5 separate regions of the Mus musculus genome follow, and regions 2, 3, 4 and 5 are each linked to region 1. Evidence: chromatin contacts called from public HiChIP or PLAC-seq and promoter capture Hi-C data. All regions are on one chromosome and are shown on one strand. Each heading gives the region's core, a stretch centred on a gene start, on an enhancer-like site or on the middle of the called end of the contact. The rest is flanking DNA. Distances are from core to core; before and after follow the strand shown. Region 1 holds the start of Igfbp2 (insulin-like growth factor binding protein 2). Region 2 overlaps 6030407O03Rik (RIKEN cDNA 6030407O03 gene). Region 3 holds the start of C530043A13Rik (a long non-coding RNA gene). Region 4 overlaps 6030407O03Rik (RIKEN cDNA 6030407O03 gene). Region 5 overlaps 6030407O03Rik (RIKEN cDNA 6030407O03 gene).

Region 1 (3,671 bases), core at 126-2,625:
CCAGGGGTTTTGATCTCTGGCCTAAGTGACTTTCTAGTTTCAGTATCACTCTTCAATTTTTTTTCATCATTTCTGCTGGTCCGGGTGTTGAGAATGCGCCATCGATAACCCTCCATTTCCCTCTACGCAATTACCAAGCTTTAGTCTCACACCCGTCCCCCTTCTTTTTCATTCGGATAGTCATCTTCCACAGAGGTTCCTACAGAAGTTCAAACTCTCCTCCATAACTCTTCCTCTCCTAGTTTCTTAAGATTAGAACTTTGTCTTCTAGGAGGCATAAAACTCAAACAGACATATGAACAAAAAGCCGCTGAATTGAGATAGGCCCTGAGCCCAGAAATTAGAAAGGATGGCTTGGAGAATCTTGTGGGGGAATGGAGACGCCTCACTCGTTGTTAAGGTCACAACCCTGGCAAATGAGTCAATAACTAAGGTCCTGCCAGGCTGGAGTGATGGAGGTTGGGGGCAGCTAGGCTGGGTGATTCAATTGGAACAAAGGAGGCAGCCACTCTTTTCTATTTGAAAACCTGAGCGAGCTCTAATCAGCCTAGCGCTAGGGCTTTCTCTAATACCTGGGGAGGGGGGTGGGTGTCTAATCTGACCTTTTCAAGACCCTTCAGTGGGTGTGTCTTCAGACGTCTGGGGGGGGGGAGGCGGGGAGAGTGTGTGTAAAGGTGGGCGAATAAGGCAGCGTTTGTGGATGGTGACCCGGGTCTCTAGGGGATTAGAGGGCTTGTGGGGCAGAGGTTTGTGAGGCACCAGGAAACACACCAGGTTTCATTACTTGCAGCGGTGAGCTCTGGGCTGGGAAACTGAAGTTGTTGCTAGGAGGTGCTGTCTGGGACGAGCCTGGTCTAGAAGGACTGAGCGTCCGCGGGACTCACTCAAGGTCATTGTTCCTAGCAACACGAGGGCTGTGGGGAGTCGGTGTGAGCTCCGAAATCTTTAAGGTCAAGACTGCTTTTGTGTTTCCCCGGCAGTCAGTTCACAGCCGGCCACGTGGGAAGTGAGCAAACTAAGTCCTTCCAAATCGAACTAAACTAAAAGACAGGAGACAAAAGCACAGGCTCTTTCCCACTCCACGCCGATTCTACCCACGCTTGCAAGTTATTCTTACTCTCCCGGAGCGGACAAACCCAGGCTGAAGGGAGCAAAGTCCTAACCAGGGAAGAACAGAGGGGTCCGCTTGAATCCCCTAGGAACGTAGGGTGGGCGAGTGGGCGTGTGCACAAGCACGTGCCCTCACGCAAGAGTGCGGGGGGGGGCGGTGCGGGGGGGGGCGGTGCGGGGGGGGGGGGAAGGGAGTGGTCTCCATAAGGGGGAGGGGAGAAGGCAGGGGGGCGGGGAGAAGCAGGCTTTTTAGGACCCGGCAGAGGCGGGGGAGGAGAAAGAAGGCAAGGAGGCGTCTCCCGCATTCGTCTGGGCCGTGCCACCTGCCCGCTAGCTCGCTGCACTACCGTTGCCCACAAGCCAACATGCTGCCGAGATTGGGCGGCCCCGCGCTGCCGCTGCTCCTGCCGTCGTTGCTCTTGCTGCTGCTCTTGGGCGCGGGCGGCTGCGGCCCCGGGGTGCGCGCCGAGGTGCTGTTCCGCTGCCCACCCTGCACGCCCGAGCGTCTGGCCGCTTGCGGGCCCCCACCCGACGCGCCCTGCGCCGAGCTGGTGCGAGAGCCCGGCTGCGGCTGCTGCTCCGTGTGCGCACGGCAGGAGGGCGAAGCATGCGGCGTCTACATCCCGCGCTGCGCCCAGACGCTACGCTGCTATCCCAACCCGGGCTCCGAGCTGCCCCTGAAGGCGCTTGTCACAGGCGCGGGTACCTGTGAAAAGAGACGCGTGGGCACCACCCCACAGCAGGTTGCAGGTAATGCGGACTGTGAGCACTAGTTTTGGGCTTGGGAGAAACTCTCTCGTAGCTCAGCGGGTTCTCCTGGCTGGTGACTCTCACGTGGGAAAAGAGAGTCCGACGGGACCCTGGGACTGATGTAGAGGAGAAAGAGCTTAGACCTTAATCAGATCCAGGGAGACTCTTGAGAGCGGGAACCCGAAAGACAAACCCGGGAGGGAGGCTGCGGGTGGAGCAAGCGGGATTTGATGGGGTAAAGGAGGAGAGGAAAGATACCTTGCCACCAGGGTCTTCCTTAACGGGACTTAGCGGGGAGGAAGGTGGTCTGATCTAGGGGCTGAGGGGGTGGAGGTGGGGGTTGAAGAGCCTGTAGGAACTTGAAACTCATTTGAAACAAAACTTGAGTCAGTGACCACCGGTCGAATGTTTAGCGGTGGGCGTGCTGCTGGCTGCCGCGCACAGGTGACACTGCAGACCTCGGGTGAGAAAAGATCGAATGGAGAAGCTCCTTCCTTCTGGCGTTGGGAGGTGAGGAGAAGGGTAAGGATGCACGTGGAGAATGGAGCGGGCTCCATCTGTGTAACTTAAGCCGGTTGGCCAGCTGCGTTCCGGCACCCTGGCTGTGCGTCTGGGCCTCCGGTCAGAATGCTGGAGCCGCTTGAAAGCCAGGGGAGCTACAGCTCTTAACGCGGGTGTGTGTCACACCGTACCTCCTCCTAAATCTAGGGAACTTTTTCTGTCTCACGGGATGGGGAAGGTGGGGTTCTTTGTTAAGGAGCCCTTCTTTCTCAAAAGAAAAAAAAAGTTAAGGGACACAAGCTGACTGCGAGGAGTTCACTTTTTTTTCTTCACGGTTTGGAGAAAGCTGCAATTGTCTTGGGGACAGCGCTGAATTTTAGCTAATGTTTAAAAGGAGGCTTTTACTATGTTTCTTAGACTGGGGGTAGCCTGGAGAGATAGGAGAGAGAGAGAGAGAGAGAGAGAGAGAGAGAGAGAGAGAGATAGGAGAGAGAGAGAGAACAAATATCTTCCCTGTTTTTCGATTTCTTTGTGCGCCCCTCTCTTTCCCTGGCTCAGCCACTGTCCCTTTCCCAATGGAGTCAGAGGTCAAGTTTGAAGTCTTGTAGTTCTTGAGGCATTTTTGACCTTGACTACAGAGCAAGGTGGAGCTTCCTCAGAGGGGAGTCCCAGGGTTTCTTCTCTCTCAGCCTTGGGTTTGATCCTTGCTCCTGTTTCTAGGTAATAATAAAGGAAAAGAATTCCGCTTCTCAGGCCCCTTCCTCCCTTATTACCTCTGGAGCCCCAGAGGAATTTTCTTCAGCAGGCCTTGCAGAATCCTCCGGATATTGACTGTTTTACTAAATCTGGTGTACTTTCCTCTCAGAGTTTTATTTTCCTCTCAGAGTTTTATTTATTTTTTCCTCCCCACCCTTCGTTGCTTTCATTCTAAGCCTGTGAAATTCAGTCTTTCTGCTTCTCAAAACTCTTAAATAGGTTGGAGTCTTCTGCAGGCAACAGATGTGGCAGGTTCCCTGGGTCACTTTTCCTTACTGGCTGCGGGGATGGGGGTGGGGTGAGGGGGGTTGTCAGGGAAGCCAGGGGACAATGGGGTGAGTTCATGGGAAGAATGTCACTCTGGATTTTCTGCCTGGTTATGGGACTCCGTTCTGCTGGCTCATTCGAGTGGCCGCCTCAGCCTTCTCTGAAGGTCCAGATGCCTTCCACATTTTTCTCTTGTGTTTCTGTCTGGAAGAGGGGATGTTAACCAAGGTAGGGGGTGGGGTGGGGGCGGGAGCTGGAAGCTCAGAAGTGATCAGCTGCACAGCAGG
Region 2 (3,536 bases), core at 727-3,226, 920 kb after region 1:
AAAGAAAAAATACCTGCATTTAAAAACAGTAAAACAGGGTGCCAAGTTGATTCTGAAGGACCATACCTTGTTAGGTTTCAGCTGTAAGAGGACTGTCTGGGAAAGGAAAAGATGTTACTTTCCTCACTCAAATGAACTCATCCCTGCAGCTGCCACTTCTGTGAGTCTAAATTTTATCTACTCATCCCTCCCCACTTCTCTCCTGAACTCCCTGTACGGACATTCACATTTGAGCTGGTGTGACTCTTGGCTCTTCGCTAAGTCATCAGTTAGTGAGTCATAAGCTACCTTTATCTTGGGTTTTCATCATTATTTATAAAATAACAAATTGATAAGAGGTGGATACTGTGAGGCTAAAACTGAAACAAATGCAAAGCACCTCCTACGCTGCCCAACACACCACGGCAGGTAGCCAGTAGGTAGCCAGTAGGCAGAAGCACACAGACCTGCATATGTGCCTTAGCAAGCTGTAGTCAACAGAGATAACCATTAGCTATTTTCATGCCTTGTGATTTCAACTCACTCTGGGGAAGTGGAAGAAGGTTTGTCTTTGGTCCCTGAACCATTTTTAACTCAACACACAAGAATCACAGTCATCCTACAATGACAGTTGTGTGGGGCACCAGGGCAGGCTGCCTACCCTCAGCAAGGGAGACCTGAAGAGTCCTTGTTATTTCTCCACAGCTGTGGTCACAAACCTTGCATGAGAGTGTGTACCATCAGAATATCAGTAGACCCAGAAGGGAGCCAAAGCAAGCATATGCTCAGTCAAGACACTATTTGGTAGAAGGTATCAAAAAATATCCTTACCTCCAAACCCAGAGAGGTCATATCTACAAATGGTCACAATCACTGGATCCCAAAAGAAGCCAAATGACACCAGTTCAGCTCCCTTCTTCCTGTTAGCTGCCCATGATACATCTCCTCAAGAGAATGGAGACATTTTGGTCTCAAATAGTGACTATATACACACTATGTTGGCAAGGGGGGTGGTGGCAATGGAGGTGACCTTAACCCCCTTCTGCAACTGCCATGGAGGAGTACACAAAACCCTCTACTCCCTCTCCCAGAAGCTGGTGGCAATGTAGGCTGCACCAGTCATGCAAGGAATATCTGCATCTACTGAGCACCTCCAGCCTCTACCCTGTAACTCGCCTACTATCTCTGTGTCCCTTGGGAATCTTCCCTAGATGGCCTGAGGTGTCACCTGCAGCTAGAATGTCAGTAGGCTTGTCTGGCCCAACATACTTTGCACGGTCACTGTATCTGGAAACCTCAAGCCTGGGCAGAAAGCTGAACAGCCTGGCCTTGCAGACAAGGACAAAGGGTCTGCAGAGCCTGAGCATTCCAGTCTCCCACGTTCAGTGGAAGGCGGGGAAGAAAGGTCATTAATGCAGACGGTTTATGTTTTCCCAAGCCAGCATTCCTCACAAACAGCTGTGTTTATACAAAGCTAGAAGAAAAGGAGGGAGGGAGGGGGAGGAGAGAGAGAGAGAGAGAGAGAGAGAGAGAGAGAGAGAGAGAGAGAGAGAAGAGAAAGGACTGAGGATGTCCTGAGGATGACATCATTCTGTGTTGTCTGCCTTGGCTGGCTGGCTCCCACGGGAGAGAGAGGGCTGCAGCAGGCTGGTGAGTGGGGTTGGTACCAGGTAAGTATAAGCAACTTGGCAGTACCTGCACACAATTAGGAACAGCATTTCCCTGCTCTCCCCTCTATCCACCCCACCCCCAGCTTCCTAATATATTTATGCAGAAAACTCTTTTTCCTTGTACCAGCACCCACCCTCAGAAGAAGGTTAGATTCAGGACTCAGGTTCACTCTTTCTAATCTCTTCAGCAACTCCCCAACCCCAGAAGAAAAGCCTGACAGGAGGCAGGGTCATTAAAGTGAATTAAAATGCATCCAAGGGGAGATTAACCCCAAGCCATCCCCATAGCAAACAAAGGCCTCTTTCACACAGACTCCAGCTCTGTAAGCAGAGATTAGGGAACAAATTCTCAGAGCCTAGAGGTAGGAGACAGGCTAGCACTTAACCTCCCTGGCTAGACCTCAAGAACTCAACTTCTGCCTGAGTCAGAAGCTTCCGTCTGCAAGTGGAAGGGGGCTTCAGAGCAGGACCTGGACCCCTGCCTGAAATACTTCATTGAGAGCCAGGTGTGTCCTTAACACAATACAGATGTAATGAAATGTGACCCTTTCCTAGATTCCTGCAGGGTCTAAGGTAGGGGGTCCTCCACAGCCCCTCTCAACCTTCTCTGCAACCCTTTTATTGAGCACCGGCTTTGTGTCGGGCTGAGCCATGACAAAGACTTGACCAGGATAGGCATCTTGCTGTGGAGGATCAAATTGAGGAAGGCAGGTTGGCTGTGAGTAAAGTTCACTACAACACAGACCGAAAGATGTGGGAAGTCTAGTAAAGATAGTACAGATGACCCTTCATCTGGAAGGCTCAAAAGAACATCAGAGGAAACAGTGACCCACAAACAGTCTTAAAAGAGTAGATGTTCAACCTGGTAAAGTTAGGATGGTGATGGAGACAGAGAAAAGGGAAGACATTCCAAGCATAGGGTGTAGAATGACCAAAGGCATCAAAGATTGAAAGAGCACATTGACTTTCCCAAGAGGAGCAAAGCATCTCAGTAGGGATGTTGCAAAAGATAATGGGACTATGTGCTGGTGGGAGGGGCTATGTGCTGGTGGGAGGGGTTATGTGCTGGTGGGAGGGGCTATGTGCTGGTGGGAGGAGCTAGAAGAATGCACTTCAGTGCTGTGGGTGGATTTCAAGCAAGGCCCACTGCATAGTCAGATGTGCACTATAGGCCGGTTGTACTAGGAAGTACACGAGGCTAAAGGCACAGAGACCAGTCCAAAAGCAAGCTTTAGAACCCAAATAAGAGTCTGTAAGGGTTGGGTGTGAAGTAGTGGCAATACAGGAGATATTTCTTCATGTGGCATATTAAAGAAAGAAAAAATGGAGTCAACTGTCCTTACTTGGATTTGATGCAGGAGGGAAGGTGGCTCTAAGGCTTAGGGGCTGGAGAGATGTCATCCCAGTTCCCTAAGCAGGAATTTTAAGGAAAGGAAGCTGTTGAGAAGATGTCTGTCACCTCTCAAGTATTTTCTCAGGTCTTTTACTAGTATTTCTCATATCTGTCATGACTTCACCTGCCGGTTCTGTGCGGCTCCCACCAGCTTGGACCAAATGCTTTCTGGTTTAACTTTCTGCCTGAATGTTAACTGCTAGCCCCATCCCTGCACAGGGCTCCTCTGGTTGGGATGGTTGGTGTGCCTAAAAAGTCTAGTAGACCAGAGGGTCTCAGCCCGTGGGTCATGACCCTCTTTGGGGTTGCATTTCCTATATCCAGCATACCAGGTATTTACATTATAATTCATAGCAGTAGCAAAATTATAGGTATGAAGTAGTCATGAAATAATCATATGGTTAGGGTCATCACAGCCTGAGGAACTGTTTCAAAGGGTCTCAGCATTAGAAAGTTTGAGAGGCGGTGAAGTAGACTCTCGGGTACACAACCCA
Region 3 (3,353 bases), core at 167-2,666, 710 kb after region 1:
TGGGGCACCCCATCATGGCAATTTCTAAACAGCTAACTAGTATCTTTTGCACAGACATATATGTTATTTATTGCTATTGAACACCATATCCTGAAAACCTGTGGCTTTAAACAAACAGAAATAATAATGTGTATTGTCTCAGTTTTATTTAGCCCTGGGACCTGGCGTCAGCTTACCTGGGTGGCCCAGTCCAGGTCCTCATTCCACTGTGGTAAGCTCAAGGTGTTGGCAAAAGCTTCAGGCATCTGACAGTTGGACTGGACCTGGGTGTCTGTTTCCTGGATGGCTCCATTCCATGGGGTTGGCAAGAGTTCCCCATTATTGCCACATGAGCCTCTTTATAAATTGCTTGTGTATCCTCACAACAGAATAGCTAACTTGCCCTACTGCAAACAACCCCAAGAAAAGAGGTAAAAGATGGTGCCTTTACTCTGCTAGCTCCCAGAGGTGAGTATCACCCTTCCTCTACCTTTTTGTAGAAGTCACTAAACCCAGCCACCACTCTCCAGGAGACAAAGTTGAGTACCTACTTTTCAAAGACACGGTTAAAACAAACTCTTAGGAAGCCCAGTTTAGAGCCTGACAACACACTTTGCACAAACACATTCTCTTGTCTGGTACTCTCTCCTGCCTCATTCAATTTGTGTTTTCTCTATAGCATTACTATCATTATCTCTACTTGCCCATCTTTTGACTTAAGATCTAGGACAACAGGAGATTATACATTTTTCACACTCACTACTCTATATCCAGAAGAGTTTCTGGATAAGTTGGCTCAGTGACTGCCTGGTTTCCTGATCAGATGAATGTGAGTTGGGGGAAGAGTCATGGGAGCACACTCAGCCATGGAAACCAGTTACAATGGATCCAAACCTAACACATTGCCCAAAACTTTAGCTTAACAGAATTCTAATGATTTAATTTTTAATATTAATATAGTTACAATTCACTGTTAAGTCACCATGTGATAATAGCTGAGGAAATGGGAGCCTTCACAGTCCCCCCACTAAGAAGTTTCTGCTTTTCAGACTACAACAAACTCTACTAACCAAAACAAAACTTAGGAAAGTCTTTCCTTGTTCCACATGGAAAATAAACAAACAATGGCAACAACAAAGTCTCACCTCTCTTCTCAAGGATCAGCATGAGGCTTTGGGTGGTGGCAATGTCTAGTGTGCCCACAGTGCCTCAAGGTCACAATGTACTGCAGTGGCCAGGAGCCAGAGTTTAATGCAAGCCGTCATCTGAAATTAGGAATAAAAGGTCCCACATGATTCCTTGCTGACTTGTTGTATTTATTCAGAATTTAGCAGCATCTTTAGCTGAATGTTGATGTTCCTTGGCTCTAGAGAATAAGGAAATCCGCATGCAATTAGGAAGCTGACAGTAATGGAAAGTGCATGGGATTAGGAGACCAAAATACATTGCTAATTTGCAGAAAGCCTGGCTTTCCATATCTATAAAAAGGCACAGCCAGACTGATGAGGGTAGAGATAATTTCAAATTCCTATTCTGATTGGATTGTGTTAGAAAGCATGTAGATATCTTAACATCTCTTGAAGAGTCTTTGCCAACTTCTTACCAGAAATGTCAGTGAGCATCGTCATGTGTACAACTGGATCTCTCTCTCTCTCTCTCTCTCTCTCTCTCTCTCTCTCTCTCTCTCTCTTCTCAGTCTAAGACAATGGGATTGGGACACTCAATAAAAGAAACACACACAAAAGGTTAGAAGTATCAAATACAAACTCCCCACTTCAGTGCCATGTGAGGCAAGGGATGATTTCAGTAGATAAGGAGTATGGCTCCCAGCTGTCTCTTAAGAGCAGCAACAACTCACACTTAGGGCAATGCTAGTTCAGGGACATGTTCAGTCCATCAGCTCCTAGCATCTCATTGCTGTCCTTGGTGGCCTACAATGAAGCTCCTAAATCAAGGACTAAAGAGGCCTTGGTCTTTAGGGAACCCTGGGGCCTGAGGAGCAACCTCACTAAATTCCTTGCCCTGTCTGCTGGGACAGACAGTCGTGAGGACAGAACAGGGACAGGAGTTACTGTTGGCCCTCTAGTTAATTTTCAGAGGGAATAAACACCCGAGAGTGTCCATCTGTGCACCAGCCCCTGCAGCAGTAGAACAAGCAGGGCAACTGTGGAAAATAATGGCCCACTCTGTTGAGCCACGCCCCCAGGCAGCTAGCACCCTTCCCTGCTGTGGTGGCAAAAACAAAGGGCAGGGCCTGTCTCCCTCAGGAATGTCCAGGGAATTATATGCTAGCCATAGGTTTGGGTCTGAGGGCTGTGTTACAGTCCAAGCAAAACTCTTTTGGCCTATTGGATAAGGGGGACCTTTATATGTCCCCCCTTTGGGACTGTGATCTTTAAAATCGTGTGTGTGTGTGTGTGTGTGTGTGTGTGTTTGTGTGTGTGTGCCTATATTATATAGAGATATAGATCAGAATCGAAGGAATTCATATAGTTCAAGACCTCCCTGTTTTAGACAAAGAAGCAGCACTTTGAGGGGAATGGATGTATCCACCACAGCATGGGCACATAGTGCCTCTGAGCCCTGATTAAAACCGCTGGCAGGGCGAAGGAGCTTAGCAAATGGAGCACACAGTCCACTGTATTATTGGGCATGGATTATTTACGAGATTTAGTGCCTATTAAATGGGAGTCATCAAGCCTGGGTATAATTTAATGTCGTTTGTTAAAATGACACTGGGAAGGGAAGAGGTCAACAGTTAAGAGACTCCACGTCTCATTTCAGAGGAAAATTCAGTTATAGTGTCCAGTGAGTAATTAGGCCCGTTCCTTAGGAAAAGGGCTCCAAACAATACATAGTGACTATCAAAGCTCTCAGAGTGACTGAAGCCTTGCAGAAAGGAATTATTCAGGAGAATGGAGAGCAGAGCATGCAGGTGCGTGAGAAACAGAGTGAAAATGAACTGGGGAAGCTGCGGGTGGCAAAGGAGTTGGGGACAGCCTACAGCAGGGCACGTAGAGCCAAGGGAAGCCACTCTTTCAGGATGCAGAGACCAGGAGGCCATGCTAGCTTACCCACACTTTGGAACATAACTCTCCCCTGGCCCGAATGAGGTAGAAACATCTCCAGAACTCTTGCCCCGTATTGCCCTGCTCAGTCCCTAAAATGAGGCTGAGATCCCAGACGTCAGTGCTCTCAGCTGGAACCCAGGGCGGATGCCTCTATCAGCTCTTCCATGCATTCCATCCACCATTCTCAGTGTCCCACACTAAGAACCTAACATGCAGGTCTGTCTCTTCAGGCTGGCAGATAGACCAACATTTATTAAATCACAGTCATACAGAAAAGTAGGCTAAGGCAAGGAAGAGATACTT
Region 4 (3,386 bases), core at 593-3,092, 960 kb after region 1:
GGCTGGGCTTTAATAAAAATTCATTTACAAAAACTGACCTTGAAGTCAAATTTGACCCAAGAACCATGGTTTACCACACAACACTCTAGACCCAGACCTCTCTTTTACAAAGGCCAGAAAGATAGCTTAACTCACCCAGGATCTCACAGTGTATTGGTACAGAGACCTAAGCTAAATATTAAGGTTCCAGTGTAAGTGTTTGGGCAGAGCATCAGTAGGAGAGATGTTTGGGGGCATCTCCATCCCACTGTGCTTCACACAACCTGAGGGAAAAGGAAGAAAGCAAAACAAGCAAAAGCAAAGGCACATCCCAGGTCAAGGATGTGAGTAGACACTGTCTCCTGATGGGGACCCAAGTCCTAACTGATCAACACATAGTACAAAAAACAGCCTGTGTGACACACAAAAAGCCTACCTTAACCTATACTCAGGGGAGGAGCTGCCTTGGGCTAGAATCTGTCCCAGATTTCAACTGAAAGAAAAAACACACCTGGAGCCCCAGAGCTCAGAACCACTGCAAGATCATAACTTCATTTGCATATAGAATAGCTGAATTTCCAGGAGAGGAAATTCTCCACTGAGGTTCCAACACTGGGTAGTGACCAGAGGATTCTGGATCTTCAGTCCAGCCTCTTGAGTTCCCTAAAGGCTCTTCTCTCACATCCTGATGGCACCCCTATGGATCTGAAATCCTTGTTGGTACCCCCATGGTTCTGAAACCCTTGTTGGCACCCCTAACTTCCTGATGGAGACCCTACTCCTACTCCTGCCCTTAGGGCAAGTATTCTAATCATTTTTCTTCCAGTTAAATGGACATATAGCCTTTGGATGGAGAAATATCTAGAACATTTCACCAGTGTTGATTCATTCTCTCAGGAGATCATGAACTGAACGGTACCTTGAAGAAAAGGAGGCTTATTGGCTGACTCTACATTCAAGTAAATAGAAAGTCTGCATTCAGGGTGAGAAGGGGGTTCCAAATACCCCCACCCTTTACACACTCTTTCCATCTCCAAAGACAGACAAGGGCCAGGGCAGTCTCCACCCCACATCATCTTTCCAACTCTTGGTGATGCCTCAACTAGAATCATTTGTGTGTAAGACTGTCTGCTCTATCCACTCAGTTGAAAGCTCTTCAAAGGCAGAAATGTGTCCCGCTTATCCCTGGACTCCTAGCCCTGAGTCTGGCACAAAGACAGGTATTATTCACTGATGTCTAAGCTGTGATATCCCGCAGAGAGCCAGAAAAGCATAGCAAAGAGGTTAGGAGATTATACGGCCTGAAAACAGGCAATCCCGAGTTCAAATTCTGACTCACACATTTTAATTGTTATGTGAGCATGAAACATGTTACTTAATCTCTCTCTGAGGCTCAGCTTCCTCATGTGAGACGTTGTCATACTGAAATGAGACAATGCTGCTGGAGCACTTGGTGGAGCACGCAGAACTCAAAACTCTCAATAAATGTCACGAAAGGACAAAGTCAGACAGCCAGGGTGACTAGTTGATCCCTTGATTAGCTGGCCTGCATACTTTCAATATCAGTGTGCACTTAGAAACAGGGAGGGCCTAAGAGGGACACAGATGAGATAAATCCATCCACGGAGCCAGAAAAACCAGAAAATCGGGAGCATACCCTGCACTCAACTCCTAAAAGAAATAACCCGGGGACCCTGCAGTGTTCCCAGAGGTCCCTCCTCCAAGCCAGCACAGTGTCTGCAGGCTCCCCCAGCCTTTCTATTGATTGATGGAGTCCCAGACAGTTTCTAGAAAGTCCACATTGCTTTATTTTTAGTAAAGGCCATTGTATTGCATGCTGGCTGGTGACACTGGGGAGCCAACAAAGGGCAGACTGTTTGCAAGACTTCAATACAGCAGCACCTGGTACTCAAAGCTAGCTGAGCCCCAGTGGCCTAGGAATGCTGAAAAAGAAAAAAAAAAGCCATGAAAGATGGATCGTGAGGAACAACAATAGGCTGAGGCCTTGGTGAAGGCCTGTGTGATCCCCCAGCCTGAGTGGGGATGAAAGCACAGTTCACTTAGGAAGAGGGTCCAGTAACAAAGCTAAAAGGGAAAGCTGTAGCTGCCGGAAACTACACTAACTAAATCCCAGTGTTTATAAAAAATGAAAAACAGAAAGGAGAAAGGTGGGAGGTAAACCAAATCTGGTTCAAACTCCAAAACACTTCAGAAATTTTTCAGAGAGTAAAATTCGAGCAAATTAAATTTACATACAAAAAATAATTTAGCTAGATCAAACACATTTCTCATGCATACCTCCAATTCCAGTCCTCAATACGCTCTAGAATCATGAGTCAAGGCTAGCCTGGGCTACATAATGAGACCCTGTCTCCACAAGCCAAGCACTGGGTATGTAGCTCAGTAGTTGAGTACTTGCCTAGTATGTGAAGGGACCTGGAACCAATCCCACACACTGCAAAAAATAGTAGTATATATTTCTGAAACATGAAGCCAAAAGGTTATGCCTACAATTACGTATAGACTGTCAGGCTCTGTCTTGGGGGAGTTTGTGATGTGATGTGTAAAAAAAACATTGGCCTTGACACTGTGCCACCCTCACCCCCTCCCCCTCCAAAAAAATCTGACTTGTAGTACTTGCTGATTTCCAAGATACGTACCTTCCTCCTGTTACCAATGTTTGTTTGTTTGTTTGTTGTTTGTTTGTTTGTTTGTTTGTTTGTTTAAGACAGGGTTTCTCTGTGTAGTCCTGGCTGTCCTGGAACTTACTCTGTAGACCAGGCTGGCCTCAAACTCAGAAATCCACTGCCTCTGCCTCCCAAGTGCTGGGATTAAAGGCGTGTGCCACCAAATCTGCTAATATGACTATTAGAATTGGGGGAGGGGACTTATTAATTGGCTTTTGCAAAATCAACTCAACTGTCAGTTGCCATGTGCTCATGCACGCCCCACTGAAATCAAAACAGAGTATTTATAACAGCTGCAGAAAGTCCACTGTAGCTGTGAAGTCTCGGGCAGTCCTATGGAGGGTTGGGGGTCCACTCTCTCCATGAATCTCAGCAGACTGGCCTCCTTGACTGCCAGATTGCAGCTGGGGTGATGCTAAGGCTAGGCTAGCAAAGGCTGTGCAATTTCTGCCTGAGTCTATGCAACACTCAGGGCATATAAGTTGCTCAGTCTTACTTACCACTGAGGTCTCCGTATTTCGAAGGCTACATGTAGGTTCTCCAGTCCAGCATTTTAGCACGGCCTACCAAGAGCTTAGACCTGAGGAAAGCCATCTTGGACCCTCAGGACCAGACTCTCCATCAGCTCCACATGGAAAATGAAAAAAATCAATCAAGTTCCACAAAACTGAGGGACTGAACGAGCTAGATTTTGGTTTTGTTGCTGATTTTAGAGATAAT
Region 5 (3,486 bases), core at 500-2,999, 1.0 Mb after region 1:
CAGCCTGCACAGGAGCTTGTAAAGCTAAAAGTGCCATAGGAGGGGAAAGCTGTAAGGTGTCCTTGCCTGGATCTACCTGGTCCAAGTACAATCTGGGATCTTAACCTAGGCATAGTCAACTTCTGTTTCTATTCCTGTCTGGAGAGAAGTTGGTAATGGTGACAAATTAAGGCAAGCTGTTCCTATCATGTAAAGATACCATTCATCATGACGAGAAAACTCCCAGGGTCAATTTGTGATAGTCTGTTTCTACGACAGAGTACCTAAGAGGAGCGAGTAGAAAGGAAGAAGGATTTATTTCTGCTCATGGTTTCAGAGTTTCTGTCCAAGGCCCTCTGGCTTCACTGTTTCTGGGATGTGGCAGAGCAGAGCATTAGGTTAGGGAAGTGGAGAGAAAAAAATGTTCACTTTGTAGTAGCTTGGAGAGGAGGTAGTTAATAGATCCTTTCAAGGGACAACTCTTGTTACCTACTTCCTCCAACCAACCCCCACACCCGATATGCCAACCCCTCCCAACAACACCAGCAAATCATAGATCCTTCAGTGATTAAGTCTATTCAAAAAGCTATAGTCCTCAGTATCCACCCCCAAGCCCCACCTCTGAACACTGCTCAGAGACTCAGCCTGCAACGCATGGGTCTTTGTGGGAAGGCACTTCGTTTTTTTAACTTTAGGAAAAGGATGTTGTTCATAATGCAAAACTCTTATAAAGCCTACTAATAGTTGGGACAAAGAATATTCAGAGCCTCCAGTAACAAGATCTCTAGAAGGAAGGGAAAGAAAGGAATTAAATATATTCTTGGTTGCAACTTTGTGCAGTAAAAACATTGAGCTCTTTAGAGGCTCTTGATTGCAAACAGTAGAAATGAATAAAGCGCCATCATGTTTATTTGGCTTTAAAAGAGAAATAAATGTAACGAAAGGTAGTTCACAGAATCAACAGGAGGGATGAATAATCTCTCTGTGAAAGGAAGAGAATCCAAGCATGAGTCCAAGGAGCTGTCAGCTCCTGGTGCTGGTCCCTGACCTGGGAATGAGTGTCAGCACCTGCATCCCGTTAGACCTGGATTCTGAAAGACCTCTCATGGCAGGGTGAGTCTTATACCATTCCTGATCCTTTCTGTCAGCACTGAGGAGACTCAAAGCCACCTTCTGTGAGCTGCTGACAGTCACATGTAAGTCGATGGCCACTTGTGCTCCAAGAGTCCAGAAGAACGGAGTCTGACCCTAAGAGCTCCCCAGTTGACTCACACGTTGATAAATTCTGGCAAAACAGAGATGAGGGTGACAAACAGGCTTCATGGAGACTACTATCTCCAGCTCTTGTTTTTCTTAATCCCCCCGCCTCTCTGTGGGGCCACAAGCAATCCACGCTGTCAGGAGGTAATCTTCGCTTTGTCAAAATTATGAGAGTGAAAATCCCACTAGATACTGAACATAAATCTCATGGCTCTCCGAGACATGTTTCTTCATGGTGTCTTTCTGTTCTCTTCAACACAGGGATCCTGACGTAGAAGTTCTCCCTGCCCAGTGGCAGCAGCCTTTCCCTGGAACTTAGTCAATCATCTCTGGAGAACTGAGGCACAGCCAGGTCCTTCTCACCCCACCTTTTGCTTCTTTATTTCATGCTGCCCTGCTCATGCCTTAAGCCTTCAATCTCTTTACCCTAACTTCTCAGCCTGCAGCTCCATCCTGCTCCTGGCCTCTGTACACAGCCAAGGCCTGAGCAAAGCCTAGAATTTTAATGAGTACCCAGAGAGTGGATTCACATGGTGCCTCAGCACCTCCATCCACCTCTCAGCCTGGAAACTCCACACCAGTGTATCTTCCTGTTTTTCACAACTTGACTCTGCTGCTCTAGTAAACATGCCTAACTGAGAGCCAAACCAAAATGCCCCATCCTTGGCCTTGTGCCTCCCCACCTCCAGGACGAGCCTTTCTGGGCTGGCCAGAAAACGCTGGATCTCAGGAGACAAGTCTTTCTCAGTGCTCCAGGCTGTGCCGTTTCTCGTGGACACATTAACCCCCACATTGGGAAAGAGAACTACAGGTGCACCAAAACTCAACCCCAAAGCCCTCCCAGGATGGAGCTCAGAGGCAGCCAGGGAAGGCAGATGCGGTGGCAGGGTTGGGAGGGAGCCAGGGGCCAGAAAGAGCGCTCCTGCCCCCGAGGTGGTTTCCAAGAGTGACTTCTTCCAGCCAGACAAACAGACGCATACAGCTGTCTCCCTGATGGGGTTTCAAGATTCATTTCCTCTCCAGCACTGCAGCTGGGAAGGACAGTCACACAAATAGAAAACAGGACTGAGAATCCTCTGAAGCTTTCTTTCAACCCATAAGAAGTAGAGACGCTATCAACAAAATAGTAGAAATTAAATATGGCTGGCCTTCTCTGCAGTTCAGCGTTAATCAACCACATGGCTTGGAGCCGTCATTTGATTTACTTTTATGACAGGAGAAACTTAGGGGGAAGCTGCATTTAAAGACAGGAACAGAGAGACTGAGATGGTGATGAATAACTCACATGGGTGCAGTTTAATTCACTTTATTTAGAATTTTGAGACCTACTCTTACTCTGTACCCTAGGCTAACCTAGAACTCACTATAGTCCAGGATAGCCTAAAACTCATGCCGTGAATACTCTCTCCTCAGTTTCTCTGAGCACTGAGATTTCAGGCGCGGGCCACCACACCAAGCTCTCTGGGTACTTTTAAATCTAACTTTCAGAATGGTTCTTTGGGTTCTATTTAAGACACAGATGAGCCAGGAAGGTGGCCCAGCAGATAAATTGTTGCTCCCCCCACCCCTCACTTCCTAATGGCTTGCATTTAATCCCCAGGATAAGTACTCCTCTAGTCTCCACATGTGCACCATAGTCTACACATCCACACTTACAACCTACACACACACATACACACAAACACACACAAATGAAAATACTTGTAAAATAAGTATATAAAGGTATAAAAGAAGCAATATCTATCTACTTACTGTAGTAAAACATCGAAATTCAAATAAATGCAAAAGCTCCCCAAAAATCCCCCCATAAGGTGTTCATTAACATCAAATGCCATAAATATGGAGTCACATATTTTGAAATTATTTTTCTTCTCAGTTGGATCAGTAAAATCTAATATCAGTTATTGTCTTATATGGTTAGACACTATACCCTCATATGGATGGTCAACTGTTTAGAAAACCATGATTGTGAAATATTGTCGTGTCCCAATGTTTAGTATTACCAACAATACTCTGATAAAGATCCCTATTGTACATTCACAAATACGTGAATTTGCTTGGTCATTTCTTTAGGTCATATTCCTAGGTATGAAATTACCACATAATATTTGTTAGTTTTGACATACAGTCCACTGCCAACCTTAAGAACAACGGGCTCCTGAGCCCATGTGCAAAGCAGAGTTACATTAGAAGTATTCTCTAAACTTCTCCTTTTCTTCCTTTACGCATGTCAGACACATACACTCT

Evidence for each region. Promoter capture Hi-C pulls out the DNA fragments that hold promoters and counts their contacts. HiChIP or PLAC-seq counts read pairs in DNA pulled down with a chosen protein or histone mark.
Region 2: a promoter capture Hi-C map of cranial neural crest shows a contact between it and region 1. The contact joins the enhancer-like site here to the promoter of Igfbp2 in region 1. A contact is called at or near these places in 5 of 39 promoter capture datasets (the C10 cell line, cranial neural crest, frontonasal cranial neural crest and 2 more) and 2 of 115 datasets of contacts at active chromatin or transcription factors (embryonic midbrain and extraembryonic endoderm stem cells).
Region 3: a promoter capture Hi-C map of liver shows a contact between it and region 1, with 5 times the contacts expected there. The contact joins the promoter of C530043A13Rik here to the promoter of Igfbp2 in region 1. A contact is called at or near these places in 8 of 39 promoter capture datasets (the 3T3-L1 cell line, the HPC-7 cell line, cranial neural crest and 3 more) and 1 of 9 other capture datasets (adipose tissue).
Region 4: a contact with region 1 is called in an H3K4me3 HiChIP or PLAC-seq map of stem cell-derived neural progenitor cells, with 5 times the contacts expected there. The contact joins the enhancer-like site here to the promoter of Igfbp2 in region 1. A contact is called at or near these places in 4 of 39 promoter capture datasets (cranial neural crest, embryonic stem cells, frontonasal cranial neural crest and 1 more), 2 of 115 datasets of contacts at active chromatin or transcription factors (embryonic hindbrain and stem cell-derived neural progenitor cells) and 3 of 9 other capture datasets (adipose tissue, liver and pancreatic islet).
Region 5: a contact with region 1 is called in an H3K4me3 HiChIP or PLAC-seq map of neural progenitor cells, with 12 read pairs. The contact joins the enhancer-like site here to the promoter of Igfbp2 in region 1. A contact is called at or near these places in 13 of 39 promoter capture datasets (the C10 cell line, the HPC-7 cell line, the SN4741 cell line and 8 more), 8 of 115 datasets of contacts at active chromatin or transcription factors (embryonic basal ganglia, embryonic forebrain, embryonic hindbrain and 5 more) and 2 of 9 other capture datasets (adipose tissue and macrophages).

What each region holds. Positions count from the first base shown.
Region 1 is chr1:72,823,105-72,826,775 of GRCm38.p6, forward strand. Igfbp2 (insulin-like growth factor binding protein 2) reads left to right here and starts at 1,376. Exons shown (of 4, transcript NM_008342.3): 1 at 1,376-1,860. The coding sequence starts at 1,476.
Region 2 is chr1:73,742,790-73,746,325 of GRCm38.p6, forward strand. The region is part of intron 6 of 6030407O03Rik (RIKEN cDNA 6030407O03 gene); the gene reads right to left. Among named protein-coding and RNA genes, the nearest start is that of Gm29183, 83 kb to the right of the region's middle. Within about 2 kb of position 1,977, at least 77 of the 459 cell types and tissues checked have an H3K27ac peak or open chromatin away from gene starts, as enhancers often do.
Region 3 is chr1:73,528,549-73,531,901 of GRCm38.p6, forward strand. It overlaps C530043A13Rik (a long non-coding RNA gene), which reads right to left and starts at 1,417. Exons shown (of 4, transcript XR_373514.2): 1 at 1,125-1,417.
Region 4 is chr1:73,786,004-73,789,389 of GRCm38.p6, forward strand. All of the region lies in intron 6 of 6030407O03Rik (RIKEN cDNA 6030407O03 gene), which reads right to left. The region is part of intron 5 of Gm29183 (a long non-coding RNA gene); the gene reads right to left. Among named protein-coding and RNA genes, the nearest start is that of Gm29183, 39 kb to the right of the region's middle. Within about 2 kb of position 1,843, at least 16 of the 459 cell types and tissues checked have an H3K27ac peak or open chromatin away from gene starts, as enhancers often do. A contact at or near this core is called in neural stem cells and stem cell-derived neural progenitor cells, where this site is marked.
Region 5 is chr1:73,818,727-73,822,212 of GRCm38.p6, forward strand. The region is part of intron 6 of 6030407O03Rik (RIKEN cDNA 6030407O03 gene); the gene reads right to left. All of the region lies in intron 3 of Gm29183 (a long non-coding RNA gene), which reads right to left. Among named protein-coding and RNA genes, the nearest start is that of Gm29183, 6.6 kb to the right of the region's middle. Within about 2 kb of position 1,750, at least 10 of the 459 cell types and tissues checked have an H3K27ac peak or open chromatin away from gene starts, as enhancers often do. A contact at or near this core is called in neural progenitor cells, where this site is marked.